Regions from separate parts of the Sus scrofa genome. Here region 1 is linked to region 2. Evidence: chromatin contacts called from public HiChIP or PLAC-seq data. All regions are on one chromosome and are shown on one strand. Each heading gives the region's core, a stretch centred on a gene start, on an enhancer-like site or on the middle of the called end of the contact. The rest is flanking DNA. Distances are from core to core; before and after follow the strand shown.

Region 1 (6,783 bases), core at 1,168-3,667, 270 kb before region 2:
ACCCTTAGCCTGGGAACTTGAATGTGCCTCGATTCTTGCGGCCCTAAAAAGAAAAGAAAATCTCCATTTACAGCTGAGAAGCCTCAAACTCAAAAAGGGTAAGTGTCAGAGTTCCCGTCATGGCTCAGCAGCATCAAACACGATTAGTATCCACGAGAACATGGGTTGGACCCCTGGCAGCAGGTCTGATTCAACCCCTAGCCTGGGAATTTCCATAGGCCACAGAGGTAACCTTAAGAATTTTTTTTTTTTAAAGGCAGTGAGTATTATGAATAAAACACAGAGCCAGGTAAGGGGCATGGGAATTGCAATATGACATAGTGTGATCAGAGAAGACCTCACTGCACAGGTGACATTTGAGGGGGTGCAGCAGTGAGCCCTGGTGACATCATTGTGGGAAGAGCTTTCCTGACAGAGGAACAGCTAGTGCAAAAGTGTGTGGATGGGACTGTGTCTGGCAGACTTTGATTGCCCCCCCACTGAACAATGGGGATCCATGGAGAAGTTTTTTTCTGTTAATATGACAGGTTTATTGAGACATAACTCACAGGCCATACATTTCACGCCTTTAAAACCTACAATTCAAGGAGTTCCCGTTGTGGCACAGTGGTTAACGAATCTGATTAGAAACCATGAGGTTGAGGCTCGATCCCTGGCCTTGCTCAGTGGGTTAAGGATCCGGCGTTGCCGTGAGCTGTGGTATAGGTAGCAGACACGGCTTGGATCCTGAGTTGCTATGGCTCTGGCATAGGCTGGCAGCTACAGCTCTGATTAGACCCCTAGCCTGGGAACCTCCATATGCCGCAGGAGCGGCCCTAGAAAAGACAAAAAAAAAAAAAAAAGTACACTTCAGTAGTTTTTGGTATATTCATAGAGTTATGCAACTACCATCACAATTGATTTTAGAAAATTTCATTGACCTCAAAAGAAATCTCTTACTCTTTTTTTTTTTTTTTTTTGGCCATGTCTGTGGCATGTGGAAGTGCCCAGGCCAGAGAAGCAGCTGTGACCTACAGCAATACTGGATCCTTTAACCCACTGCACCGGCAGGCGATCAAACCCACACTTCTGCAGCATCCAAACCACTGCAGTTGTGTTTTTTTTTTAGGGCTTCAGCCGCGGCATAGGGCTATTCGGAGCCTAGGGATCACATTAGAACTGCAGCTGCAGCCTATGCCACAGCAACGACAGGTCAGAGCTGCATCTGTGGCCTGCACCACAGCGCACAGCCACGCCAGATCCTTAACCCACTGAGCAGGGCAGGGGTCAAACCCAGGTCCTCATGGATACTAGTCAGGTTCGTTACCACTGAGCCACAAGGGGAACTCCTGCAGTCAGATTCTTAACCAACTGTGTCATGGTGGGAACTCCTTTTCAATTTCTTGATATCCTTTGAAACACAAATTTTTAAATTTTGATGGTATCCAACTTATCTTTTTTTTCTTTTATCGTTTGTGCTTTATGTGTCATGTAAGAAGCCACTGCCTCATTATAAATCGTCTTCAGCAGCGAAAGGACATGGCCAAATTTAAGTTTTATTTAAGTTTTGCAGTGTTATTCTTGCTGCTTTCCATCAGAAGTGGGAAGACTTGTGAGGTAAGGGACTTCTCTGGTCACCCTCTCCCCTCCCTAAAACCCCACCCTCACCCTCACTCCATTTCTCATTTTATTCTCCATGGTTCTCCATACAACTTATATTCTAATAAATGTACAATGCACTGTACTTACTTATTACGTTGCCGCCCGCCTCCACCACAAGAGCGTCACCCCTGTGAGGACTGGGCTTGTGTGTTTTGTTCCCTGCTCTGTCCCCAGTGCCTAGGAGAGTGGGGGCCGGGGAGCCTGGTGGTGGCCAGAGGGAGAGAGGACCATTGGATGCTATCTGGTGTGAGGCGTCTAATATGAAGGAGAAAAAGAGAGAGGGACTAACACCCCAATGTCATGATGTCAACTGAGTATTTCTTGAATACAGTGAGTGCATGTGAACGAATGGACGCTTGGATTGTGGGTAAATGAAAGAAAGGATGTGCTTCGAAGACTGTGGTTTGACCTTCCCTGTGGAAGGGTTTGTTCACAGGGGGCTCCTGTCATGTCCCTTGCAACCGCCAGAGGGAGCAAACAGGCCAGGTCCCGGAGAACCGTCCCGGGACCCGCCCCCCGGGATCCAGGCCCCGGGAGCCCCAGCCGCCCGGCCCCGGCCTGGGGCTCTCGGCCCCGGCCCCTACCTGAGCCAGGCCCAGCCGCGGGCTTCACGCCCACGCGGCGGCCGGTCCTCGCGCAGCAGGCGGGGAAACTGAGGCCCGGGCGGCCGGGGCGTGGCCGGCCCCCCGGCGAGCCCGAGCCCCCGCCCCCGGCCAGCCCCGCCCCGGCCCGTAAGAGGCCCCCTGGGTGAGAGGCGAAAGCGCACAGCGCGGCGCCGGGGCCGGGGCCAGGACCGCGATGGCAGCTCAGCGGCTGGGCAAGCGGGTGCTGAGCAAGCTGCAGTCTCCGTCGCGGGCCCGGGGGCCGGGGGGCAGCCCCGGGGGGCTGCAGAAGCGACACGCGCGTGTCACCGTCAAGTACGATCGGCGGGAGCTGCAGCGGCGGCTGGACGTGGAGAAGTGGATCGACTGGCGCTTGGAGGAGCTGTACCGTGGCAGGGTGAGGCGGGGAGGGGTGGGGGGCGCAGGGGGCGTCCTAGACCGACGGAGCCCGGGCCCTGCCCCCCTGCGCCTTGGGGGTCTCTCATTGCTTGAGCTCGCTGGTGCATGCGCAGCCTCCTTGCCAGGGGAGAACGCTGGCCCCGCGACACATGGGCCCCCGCCGTCCACCCTCCCTGGCACTCTGCTTGTGCTCACACTTGGGTAAAAACACAGGGGAGGACCAGGGCTTTAGCATATGGGAGGTTAGGAGGCCAACTTGGGGAGCCAGAGTGGCCATATCTGGAAGAAAAGGTGGGGGGAGGAGGATGTCTTAAAGCCAAACATAGACATGGTGACCGGAGATACAACCGCAGGGAACCGCACAGCCAAGGAAACATCAGCATTCACAGACCTGCACAGTGACAAGCTATGGCCACTCACAGACCCAGTGACAGAAGCAACAGCCATGCACAGACTGTCAGGGACACCGGCTGTGGGACAGATCAACCCATGCTACAGCCACAGGCTCTCCTGGTCACAACAGCACAGGCCACAGTGCCCTATACAGATACAACACAACTACGCCCACACAAAAGGACTCCACTTACAGCTGTTCATAGACACACACAGCGCAATCTGTAGAGCCTTGCAAGCAGTGCAAGCTACAACAGCTACCCCGACACTCAGTGATTCAAGTAACGACCATCCATTATCTCCTAAAAGCAAAAAACATGCAAAGGCAATGACAGATGCTGCAGCCACACGCAGACATCAAATAACAGGAATTATAGCTACACCCAGACAGAAAACCGCGTAGGCTATGGGCACCTGTGGACGCACAATGGCAGAAGCTGCAATTGCCTGTGGACACATAGGGCATAAGCTGCAGCCTCCTGTGCTGTCTCAGGGGGTCCAGACAGACACATTTCACTTGTCTCCGCTTGAAGTCACACTTTGTACCACCCATGAGAGTCAGAGGAAGCGGACACAGACATGTGAGATGACAGAGCCTCCTCAGCCCAGCACAAAGGTGGGAGAAGCCGTGGCCCCTCGCAGTGACCCGAGGGCCCCTGTTCTCAGACACATGAGCTCACGCAGGCGGACAGTTGCTAGTGGTCGGTGGGATCCTATGAGCTCACCCTCAGACGGCGCTAGAGCCAGCCGGACACTCAAGGACACAAGTTGTGGTCACTTACTGATCAACATATCCCACAGCGACACATGATGATGAGACAAACATGCTAAGCTAGAGTCACACGCCGCCTACCATAGGAGGACCGTGGGCCCCTGTACAAGCTGCACGGTATGTCATACATTGCTACACCCTCCCACTGGCCCTGTGGCCTGGGCATCAGGCTGTGACTCACACGGACGGGTAACACACCGACACTCCAGTCTTTTGCTGAGCCCTCATCTCCACATGCAGCTCCCAGACCACCCAAGGCCTGGAGCCTGCAGTGGAATCTGCAGGACTTTGGTGGGGAAGGAAAAAATCTGTAGCCTCGGGACCTCGTGCTCAGACAGCTGGGTTCTGTCCCCGACAGGGGTACTGAGCCAGCCTGCATTTGGCCCTTTGCCCCAAGAGGCTGTACAAGCCCCCCAGTTGTCTGCTCAAAGGTGGGCTGGTGGCTTATTCTACCCACCCACCTTGGGGGGCCTCTTTGGCCCCAAGGGGAGGAGGAGGCTGGCCCAAGGCCTCTCTGTCCCCTGGGGCCAGGGCCCACCCCCAGCAGGCTCCATCCTGCCAGCCTCCCTCCCCTGCACCTAGTGCTTAAACTTTTCCTTGAAAGGGCAGAGCCAGCCCCTCTCCTGAATCCCAGAATCTGACATTCCAAGACTCAACCTAGGCCTGCTTCCCACTATGGGAACTGCGGCCAAGGGGAGAGACCCATGCCAGCCCCGAGACTCCCGGGCCCCGGGGCCAGCATCTGAGCTGGTACAGGCTCCTGGGGCCTCTGTCAACCCATCTGTCACCCCTCCCCCAACACCCAGATGTCCCGCCTTGGCGGTGCTGTCCCTGACTGTCACATTATTGCTCCGGAACCCGCCAGCTGGGCCCTGGGGCCGCCGGGGCTCCTCCGGAGCCCTGGACAAAGGCGGGGAAGGAGGGGCAAGGCCGCCTGACAGCCCGTCCCTCCCCGCCTCAGGAGGCAGACATGCCCGATGAAGTCAACATCGATGAACTGCTGGAATTAGAGAGTGAAGAGGAGAGAAGCCGGAAAATTCAGGTACGTGAAAGGGAAAACCACCCCAGCCCCTACCCTGCCCTCCCTGAAAATCATATCAATATGATTTTATTTTAATGTGTTTATCAAGCATTTCCTAAGTGCCAGGCGCTGTTTCCATTGCTTTACACTTAGTAACTCATTTAATCCTCACAAAACCCTCCGAAGGCTTTATTATCTTGGTTTCATTATCATCCATCTTACTGATTTTCCACATGGGGAAAATAAGGCCCAGAGAGCTCCAATCACTTGCCCAGGGTCACACAGGTCAGGAGGAGCACAGCTGGGAGTTCCCCTTGTAGCTCAGTAGATTAAGAACCTGACTAATATCCACGAGGACATGAATTCCATCCCTGGCCTTGTTCAGTGGGTTAAGGATCTGGCGTTGCCCTGAACTGTGGTGTAGGTCGCAGACGCGGCTCAGATCCTGCGTTGCTGTGGCTGTGGTGTAGGCCGGCAGCTGCAGCTCTGATTCAACCCCTAGCCTGGGAATTTCCATATGCTGTGGGTGCAGCCCTAAAAAGCAGAAAAAACAAACAAACAAGACAAAAGAAGGAGCACAGCTGAGAGTCAGAGCCAGGCCGTGGTCTGCACGCAGTGTCCTTGCTCTTCTGGCCTCTGTTCTCCTAGAGGCGGGAAATCCTGTGTGATCTTCTGGGCCTCTCTGGATCTAGCACTGGCCCTGGTGCTGAGTTTCTCGAATCAACCTTGTTCCCAGTTGCTCTATACGATGCTCAGGCCTTGTTCCTCCCTTGAAGCCACAGGAAAGTCCACCTGGAGTCTGACTTTTGTTTGTCTTGTTGCCTTGGGGCTTTGTTGGGGAAAGGGAGGGGCTGGAGGGACTGGGAGAGCCATAAATTGTTATTTACTATTTTTCTTTCCCTTTTTTTTTTTTTTTTTTTTTTTTTTTTTGCGGGGCATGTTTAGGGACTCCTAAAGTCATGCACGAACCCCACAGAGGTGAGCCCCATTCTGCCCCCTGATGGGGGGAGGGGGAGAGGTCTCTGGGGAGGAGGGAAGAAGTCTGGGAGCCCTGCCTGTCACAGCCCTGTCCTCCCCTCCAGCGGTGTCTTTTGTCTTCCTCATTCCTGTCCCCTCTCCCCCATCTGCCACTGGGCTCCATTATCTCCTCTCCGCTGAGACCCCCCCATCTGTCTCCCATTTCTGCCTCTGCAGGGCTCTGTCTGCCGTCCCCTCTCCCCTGTTGCTACCTCTACCGCCCTGGGGCTCCCTTCCCCACCTCTGGGGGGGCCCCCATCCTTCCAGGCCCTGAAGCTGAGTGGCCCAACCCCTCCCACTTCCTTCCCTGCTTTAAAAGGGAAAAATATTCATGTTTCTCTCACCAGCTCTGGGCCGCGTGGGGGACAAACGTCACCGGCTCAGGCCTCCGTCCCTGGGGACCCTCCTGGTGATCTCTTGGCCTGAGAAATATCTCAGTGGCTCTCTGGCTCTGGTTCTTTGTCCCTTCGTCTTTCCCTCTGTCTCTATCTCTGCATCTGTTTCTTTCAGTCTCAGCTCCAAGTCTCCGTCTGTGTCTTTCTCTCCCCCCTCACGTTTCTCTGTCTTTGCATCCATGTCTCTCTCTCTCTTTTTTTTTTTTTTGCTTTTCAGGGCTGCACCCGTGGCATATGGGGGTTCCCAGGCCAGGGGTCTAATCAGAGTTACAGCTGCCAGCCTACACCAAAGCCACAGCCACGCCAGATCAGAGCCGAATCTGTGACCTACACCACAGCTCACAGCAACGCCGGATCCTTAACCCACTGAGCGAGGCCAGGGATCGAACCTGCAATCTCATGGTTCCTAGTCGGATTCGTTTGCTCTGCGCCACGGCGACGGGAGCTCCTGGATGGATGTCTCCCGGTCTCTGCTGCTGTCTCCCATCTCCTCTCCTTCTCTCCCCCGTCGTGCTCCTCTCCATCAGTAGCCTCTCCTCCCCC
Region 2 (6,972 bases), core at 285-2,784:
CCATTTTACAAAGATGGAAACTGAAGCTGCAGGAGAGGAAGTCAACCAGACCAGTTCTGGGTCCGGCCCATTGGAAGACCAAGACTATAGCCAGGGCCCCACCCTCAGGGGGTCTCTCAGAAACTGGAAAAATGCTGAATAAAAGGTTCCATTTATTGAACGCTGATTACGTGCCAGCTGCTCTTTAAGCACTTCACAAATGGTAATCTCATTGCATCCTTAAAACGATTCTACAAGGTGGCTGCTATTAAAATCCCCATTTTATAGACAGGAAAACCAAGGCACGGTGTGGTAAGTCTGTCCACGCAAGGTCACACAGCTGGTAAACAGTAAAGCCTAAATTTGAACCTGGCTCTGACTCCCAAACCAAAGCACTTAACAAATAATTTCAGTTAACAGCAGTCACCCTGCATTGAATGCTAACTATGGACTCACCCTCAATTTACAACATGCGGTCAATAATACCTTCACCCCATTTCTCGGAACTAACAATCACGCAAACACGTAATTAAGTGCCTTATATGTGCCAAATGCTTTATTCACCAGATCTCAACATGCCAAAAGACTTTCCAGCAAAAGACAGACACTCTTCTTCCCCGGTTTGACGGAAAGGGGAAACTGAGGTTCGGCGCGGTTTTCCCAGATCGCAGCTCCCCAGGGTCAGAGCCAGAACGCGAACCTACCGCTACCCGACTCCCAATCCATGCTCTTCCGCAACAGCGCGGGATAGCTCGTCGGGAAAGTTGAACCATGCGGGCACGAGTCCGGCCAGGTCCGGAGGACGAGAGTCCCGCCACCGCCGCCCCCAACAACCGGTGCCCACACCCGGCCGTCAGCCCAGTCGCCCGCCGGTGCTGACCCTCGGGGTCCAAGTGGACACCGATTCCGCCCCCACCCCCGCGCGAGACCGCCCCTGCACCCGAGCCACATACCTGGGCGTCCAGGCTGCCCGCCCCGCGGGCCCCACGACCGAGGCGTCCAGAACCGCGCGGCTCGCTAAAGACGCCGCCAGCTCCGGTGGCCCGAGTGACTTCCAGGCTGCCCACTTCCAAGCCGCTTCGCGCGAGGCCTCCTGGGAACTGTAGTTTCGCCCCAGGCGGCGGCAAGCTGAGAAAAGCCTGACGCGCAAGTGCTGCCGGGAGCTGGAGGCGCGGCGCCGCGCCGCCTCCCGGGAAAGGTAGTCCACCTGTCGCCGCCGAGCCTCTCGAGTCTCTAGAGTACTTCCGCAGCCCCGAGGGGCGTGAGGGATGGAGGCGTGTCTTCTGCAGACTCCAACCCGCTGGCCGTGCTACTCGCTTTTCGAGAGCGGTTTTTCCCTTTTTCCCAGCCCTGTCCGCCTTCTCCCTTCCTTCGCTGGACCCTCTTCCTCCCTCCCCGCAAGGCGCGAGGTACTTACCCCGAGGGCGTGAGCCTCGGGAGAGGCGGGGGCAGAAGAGCAATGCGCTAGACCCCCAACCGAGGGGAGCGGTAGAGAAGGGCGTCTGAGCGCGCTCGCGCACGCGCGCTCGCCGACCAACTCCGGCCTAAATTGCCGCGGGCCCCCGCGGGGAGGACTTTTTTTTCTTTTCGAACGCGCGCGCGCGCGCGCGTGCGGGGTCTCGCGCTGGTTTTTTTAATGCCTGGCGCGCGCCAGTGCGCACGCGCGCTCACTCCCCTCGCCTCGGTCAGTCGGCCGGACACGGGGTTGGAGAGCTAACCGTTGTGTTGGCCGAGGCCTCCCGCAGCATCCCCAAGGTCTCTCCTCAGGCGCTCCTAGTCTAGGTCTGGTCCTTCACATAGGAGCTTCTGAGTGCCGCCACACGCGCCTCACGGGTCCCCTGTTGAGAGAGTCCAGTCTTCGCAGGTAACAGGCGCGGCCTCAGACTTGAAAAGGCGGACACGCCCTCCTGCCCTCCCACGCGGAGGGCCAGGACGCCCGAACGTGTTGGGATTCGGGTTTGATCGCCTCTCCCCGGACTAGGTGGCTCCAGATCTCTGCCTTTGACGGGAGTCTCAAGACCACCACCCAGGAGATGCCCTGGAGGCCCTGTTATCTATCATTCGTTCGTTTAAAAGTACTTTCCGAGCCTAACCAATGTTAGTTGAGTACCTATGGCCTGAGAAATTTTGTTCAAATTTTGTCTATCTGCTGCTGTAATCAAGGATCTGACCCTTTTTTCAAAAAAGGGATGTTGCCATTCCTACTCCGTTAGGGACTGGCTAGAGTCAGCACAAGGTTCTCTGGTTAAGAAAACCCAGTCAATAACCTTCCCACCTCATCCTGCCTTACAAGGAGATGCTCAGTAAAACTGACCGAGGAAGTACATATTTCTTCTTCCTGAGAGAGGGCAGAGGGTCATTCATTTGCTCACTCATTCAACAAAAGTGTATTAAGTATCTAGCTTGGGTGTTTATTGAGAACAGGGGAGAAATCAAGACAGAATGCTTTCCTACCCTTAAGGAGCTGAGTGCAGACCACCACAGGTCTGTGACAATCTAAAACAGTATTAACAGAAGTATAATGCAAGCCAATTATGCAGTTTCAAATTTTACATTAAAAAAAGGTGAAATTAATTTTATTTAAGCCAGTATATCTAAAATAAGGTGTTTATTGAAAAAAGATTCAATTTTAAAATTTAAGCTAATTAAATAAAACGCTGAGGCGTTAGCAAAGATATTCATTTGCAGCATGGGTTGTAGCAAAAGGTTGGAAACGGAGTTCCTGTCATGGCGCAGTGGTTAACGAATCTGACTAGGAACCATGAGGTTGCGGGTTCGATCCCTGGCCTTGCTTAGTGGGTTAAAGATCCGGCATTGCCGTGACCTGTGGTGTAGGTTGCAGATGTGGCTCAGATCCCACGTTGCTGTGGCTCTGGCGTAGGCCAGCAGCTACAGCTCCGATTCGACCCCTAGCCTGGGAACCTCCATATGCCGCGGGAGTGGCCCAAGAAATGGCCAAAAAAAAAAAAAAAGGTTGGAAACTGCCCAATGTCCATTAATAGAAATTTAGATAAATAAATGATAGTTCAGCCACACAGTGGAATACCATGCAGCTGACAACTGCTGAAAAATGAGACAGAGCTGTATGTTTTAATGAGTTTATTATTAAGATTATTGAGAAAAAGGTGCAAACAGTATATATAGCATACTACCATTTGCAGAAGAAAAATATTTTTACATACATGCTTGTGTGTGTATAGAACACCTGTAGAAAGACATAATCAGGGTTACCTTTCTGAAGGGGAAATAGGACGGGTGACTTTTTTCTTTTCTTTTTTTTTTTTTGGTCTTTTTGCCATTTTCTTGGGCTGCTCCCGAGGCATATGGAGGTTCCCAGGCTAAGGGTCGAATCGGAGCTGTAGCCACTGGCCTGCGCCGCAGCCACAGCAACGTGGGATCCGAGCGGTGTCTGCAACCTACACCACAGCTCATGGCCACGCCAGATCCTTAACCCACTTAGCAAGGCCAGGGATCGAACCTGCAACCTCATGGTTCCTAGTCTGATTTGTTAACCACTGATCCACGACGGGAACTCCCAGGTGACTTTCTTTTCAGTAGATGCTCCTTAGTATATTTTGAATACTTTTGCCATGTAATACTTTTACATTTTAAAAAGTTGATAAATGGAGGATGGCAGCTAAGTCACAGAATCATTGTATAAAAATTAAATGAAACAATATATGTAAAATTCCTAGGCTACCACTTTACACCCTTAATCAGTTCTGGATGCTATCACTACTCCCATGCTGGATAACTCTTCACCCAGTAGAAACTAGCCCACCCTGGTAGTGTATGTTTGTCAGCCTAAAAAAATTGTTTCTTTCCATAAAGAAAATTAAGGGCATTCCAGTTCCAGCCCTAGCTGTGAAGTCACCTGTAAGGCCAGAGTAGCATCCCCAGGCCCCGGGGACAGACTTGGACTCCTTATCAGTAATGTCATTTGAAAAAAAATAGAGGAATCCAAGATTGCCCTCTGGCTTTCCTGTCCCTCTGACTATACAATGAACTAATTGGGCCCTTCTGATGTCAGCTGAGCTTTCTACATCACTGTCCCCAAATGTGAGAGCCACCTGCAAGACGAAAGAATATAACCCATCACCCAGAATTTCTCATTGTAATCAATTTTATGACCGTTTTTTGATGTCTGCCTTCTCTGCTAAACTGTAAGTTCTATGGGCAAGCATTGTATACCCTTACACTTTTATAATGTGGTATGTGGAGTCAGTAAGTCACCCAAGAGGAGCCCAGGGGCCCAATAGTGTCATGGAGTGCAGTGCCCCCTAGAGCCAATTCTCTGTATTACAAAGGCAAGGCTCATGGGATGCTGGCCTTCCTACCACCACCACCCACGAACACCTTGGAATGGACTACAACAGCACAAAAAAAAAAAAAAAAAAAAAAAAAAAAAAAAAGATGTGCCAGCAATGCCTAAGCACAGACCTGGTTTGTCTCTATAGTTAACAGGATATACCATATCTCAGCCCTAAATACTGACTCCCCTGAATTGGCTGCAGAACTTGAATTCTCCATTTAGATCATCTTTGGATTATCAAGATATTAAAAAGTCAAGACCATTGGGATAAAGGCATCTGGAGCCTACTCTGGACTTGCTTTTAAGAACAGGTAATGAGATTAGGGAATCAAATGGGGGGAGGGGATTTTAGAAGTTTCCTCTAAGGAAACTGGTGTATGGAATGGAAGAGGGTGGCAAACACAACAACAACAACAAACACACAAAAAAACAGAGGTTTGGGGCTTGAAGGGCTTCTTTCTCACTAACTTCCAAGGCACATGCCCCCAAAGGGTCCCAGCTGCCTGCTTTTTATAGGCTAGTTAAGAGAAGTTATACCTAGAGGAGATATTAGAAATAATGCAAACTGATGGCAATGACTGCAAATTTGTTGACTACAAATGACTTTTCTCTCAGCAGCTCTGGAGCCTCAAGAAGGATCTGGTGGGGTAAATCTTAGCTCTGGGGCCCTGGCCCACAGGGCCATCCACCGATTCATTTCAGCAGATCACAGTGGCTCCTGAAAGGTGGTCCAAAGAGTACTAAGTGCAAGGTTACAGGGGAATAGAATGAAAAATGGTATGGCAGGAGAGCAGCATTTAGCCTTGGGGAGAGTAGAAAGAGACATAGGGAAGGAGTTCCCATCGTGGCTCAGTGGTTAACAAATCAGACTAGGAACCATGAGGTTGCGGGTTCGGTCCCTGCCCTTGCTCAGTGGGTTAAGGATCTGGCGTTGCCCTGAGCTGTGGTGTAGGTCACAGATTTGGCTCGGATCCCGCATTGCTGTGGCTGTGGTGTAGGCTGGCGGCTACAGCTCCAATTGGACCCCTAGCCTGGGAACCTCCATATGCCACAGGTGTGGCCCTAAAAACACAAAAAGACCAAAAAAAAGGAAAGAAAAGAAAGAGACATAGGGGACACTGATGTCTGAAAACAGTCCCCAGTTCTGATGAGTGGTTTGTGGGGCAGAGAGCTCCCTTAGCATCAGCTAAGAGAACATTTTCTCCTTCTGAAATGATAGAAGAATCCCAAACTGTGAGTTTTTCTTTGTATGGCTGCACCCTCGGCATATGGAAGTTCCCAGGTTAGGGGCTGAATCAGAGCTACAGCTGCCGGCCTACACTACAGCCACAGCAATGAGGGATCTGAGCCACCACATCTGCGGTCTATGATGCTGTGAGCTGCATGATGCAGCTCACAGCAATGCATTATTATTATTATTATTATTATTATGTCTTTTGAGGGCTGCCCCCGTGGCATATGTAGGTTCCCAGGCTAGGGGTCTAATCAGAGCTGTAGCCACTGGCCTATGTCACAGCCACAGCAATGCCAGATCCGAGCCGCATCTGCAACCTATACCACAGCTCACGGCAACGAGGGATCCTTAACCCACTGAGCGAGGCCAGGGATCGAACCTGCAACCTCATGCTTGGATTCGTTTCTGATGTGCCACCACAGGAACTCCACAGCAACGCATTCTTGACCCACTGGACAAGGCCAGGAACCAGACATTCATCCTCAGAGAGACAGCATCAGGCTCTTAACCTGCTGAGCTACAACAGGAACTCCCTGGAGCTTAGTCCTGAATCTGTTCTGTGTAGCTCTAAACACATCCCTTTTCCTCTCCGAGTTCATATTCCTCATATGTACAGTAATGTTATCTGCCTCTCAGTATTCTTTCAAGAACTAATGAAGTGATTGATGTAAAAGCATTTTTTTTTTTTCGTGGGCCCTCCACATGAGATGATGTTTTGCCTGCTGCTTCCCCCTACCCCCAAATCCAGCCATTGAAGCTCTGTGGCAACATAGGGCGTGGTCTTAGTCATGCCAGAGGGTGGGTTCTGCTGACCTTGCCTCAGGAGACCCAGGCCAAATGACCTGGAACTCCAGTAGCTCTCCAAACCAGTGGGTCTCAGACTTTAAGATCAGGGGCAAAGACTAGCTGGAGAGCTTATTAAAACTCAGATTTTGAGCCCTACCCTCGGAGTTTCTAATTTAGTAGGTGTAGGGTGGGGCCTGATAATTTGCATTTATAACAAGTTCCCAGGTGATGCTGATGCTGCTGTCCTGAGGATCACACTTAGGGACCATTCTTTAAACTGAAAAGTTCATCAATTTCCTTCATCTAGCAGACACAAGGACGGCTTCCATTGCCCTCTGCTGGCCAGACTATAAATTTAGCTGTAATGCTTCCAGAGCAACTGTAAAGTACAAAGTAAGTGTTGGAAGGAAATAAATACTTCTCTGAGAACCAAACCAGCCTAAAAACAGCAATCATAACTGTTTGCTGCCTCATAGTATACTTTAAAAGGTATTCACAGGAATTACCTTATGTGATCCTTGCAACAATCCTGTGAAGTAGGCCAGACTGGCATTTTCATTTTACGAGTGAGGAAAACAAGCCCATCAGATCAGTAATGACAGACTCCCTGACAGAGGGGACTTGTTAAAAGTAGGATTATTCACCATCCAACAGGAAAAGT

Evidence for each region. HiChIP or PLAC-seq counts read pairs in DNA pulled down with a chosen protein or histone mark.
Region 1: a contact with region 2 is called in an H3K27ac HiChIP or PLAC-seq map of skeletal muscle, with 5 times the contacts expected there. The contact joins the promoter of PPP1R14A here to the enhancer-like site in region 2. A contact is called at or near these places in 2 of 5 promoter capture datasets (fetal skeletal muscle and liver), 9 of 47 Hi-C or Micro-C datasets (blood, embryonic fibroblasts, fetal heart ventricle and 4 more) and 2 of 2 datasets of contacts at active chromatin or transcription factors (alveolar macrophages and skeletal muscle).

The regions. Positions count from the first base shown.
Region 1 is chr6:47,169,691-47,176,473 of Sscrofa11.1, reverse strand. PPP1R14A (protein phosphatase 1 regulatory inhibitor subunit 14A) reads left to right here and starts at 2,417. Exons shown (of 4, transcript NM_214337.1): 1 at 2,417-2,640; 2 at 4,769-4,849; 3 at 5,774-5,806. The coding sequence starts at 2,440.
Region 2 is chr6:46,902,948-46,909,919 of Sscrofa11.1, reverse strand. No RefSeq gene overlaps it. Among named protein-coding and RNA genes, the nearest start is that of WDR87, 4.5 kb to the right of the region's middle. Within about 2 kb of position 1,534, at least 70 of the 83 cell types and tissues checked have an H3K27ac peak or open chromatin away from gene starts, as enhancers often do. A contact at or near this core is called in alveolar macrophages, embryonic fibroblasts, fetal skeletal muscle and 3 more, where this site is marked.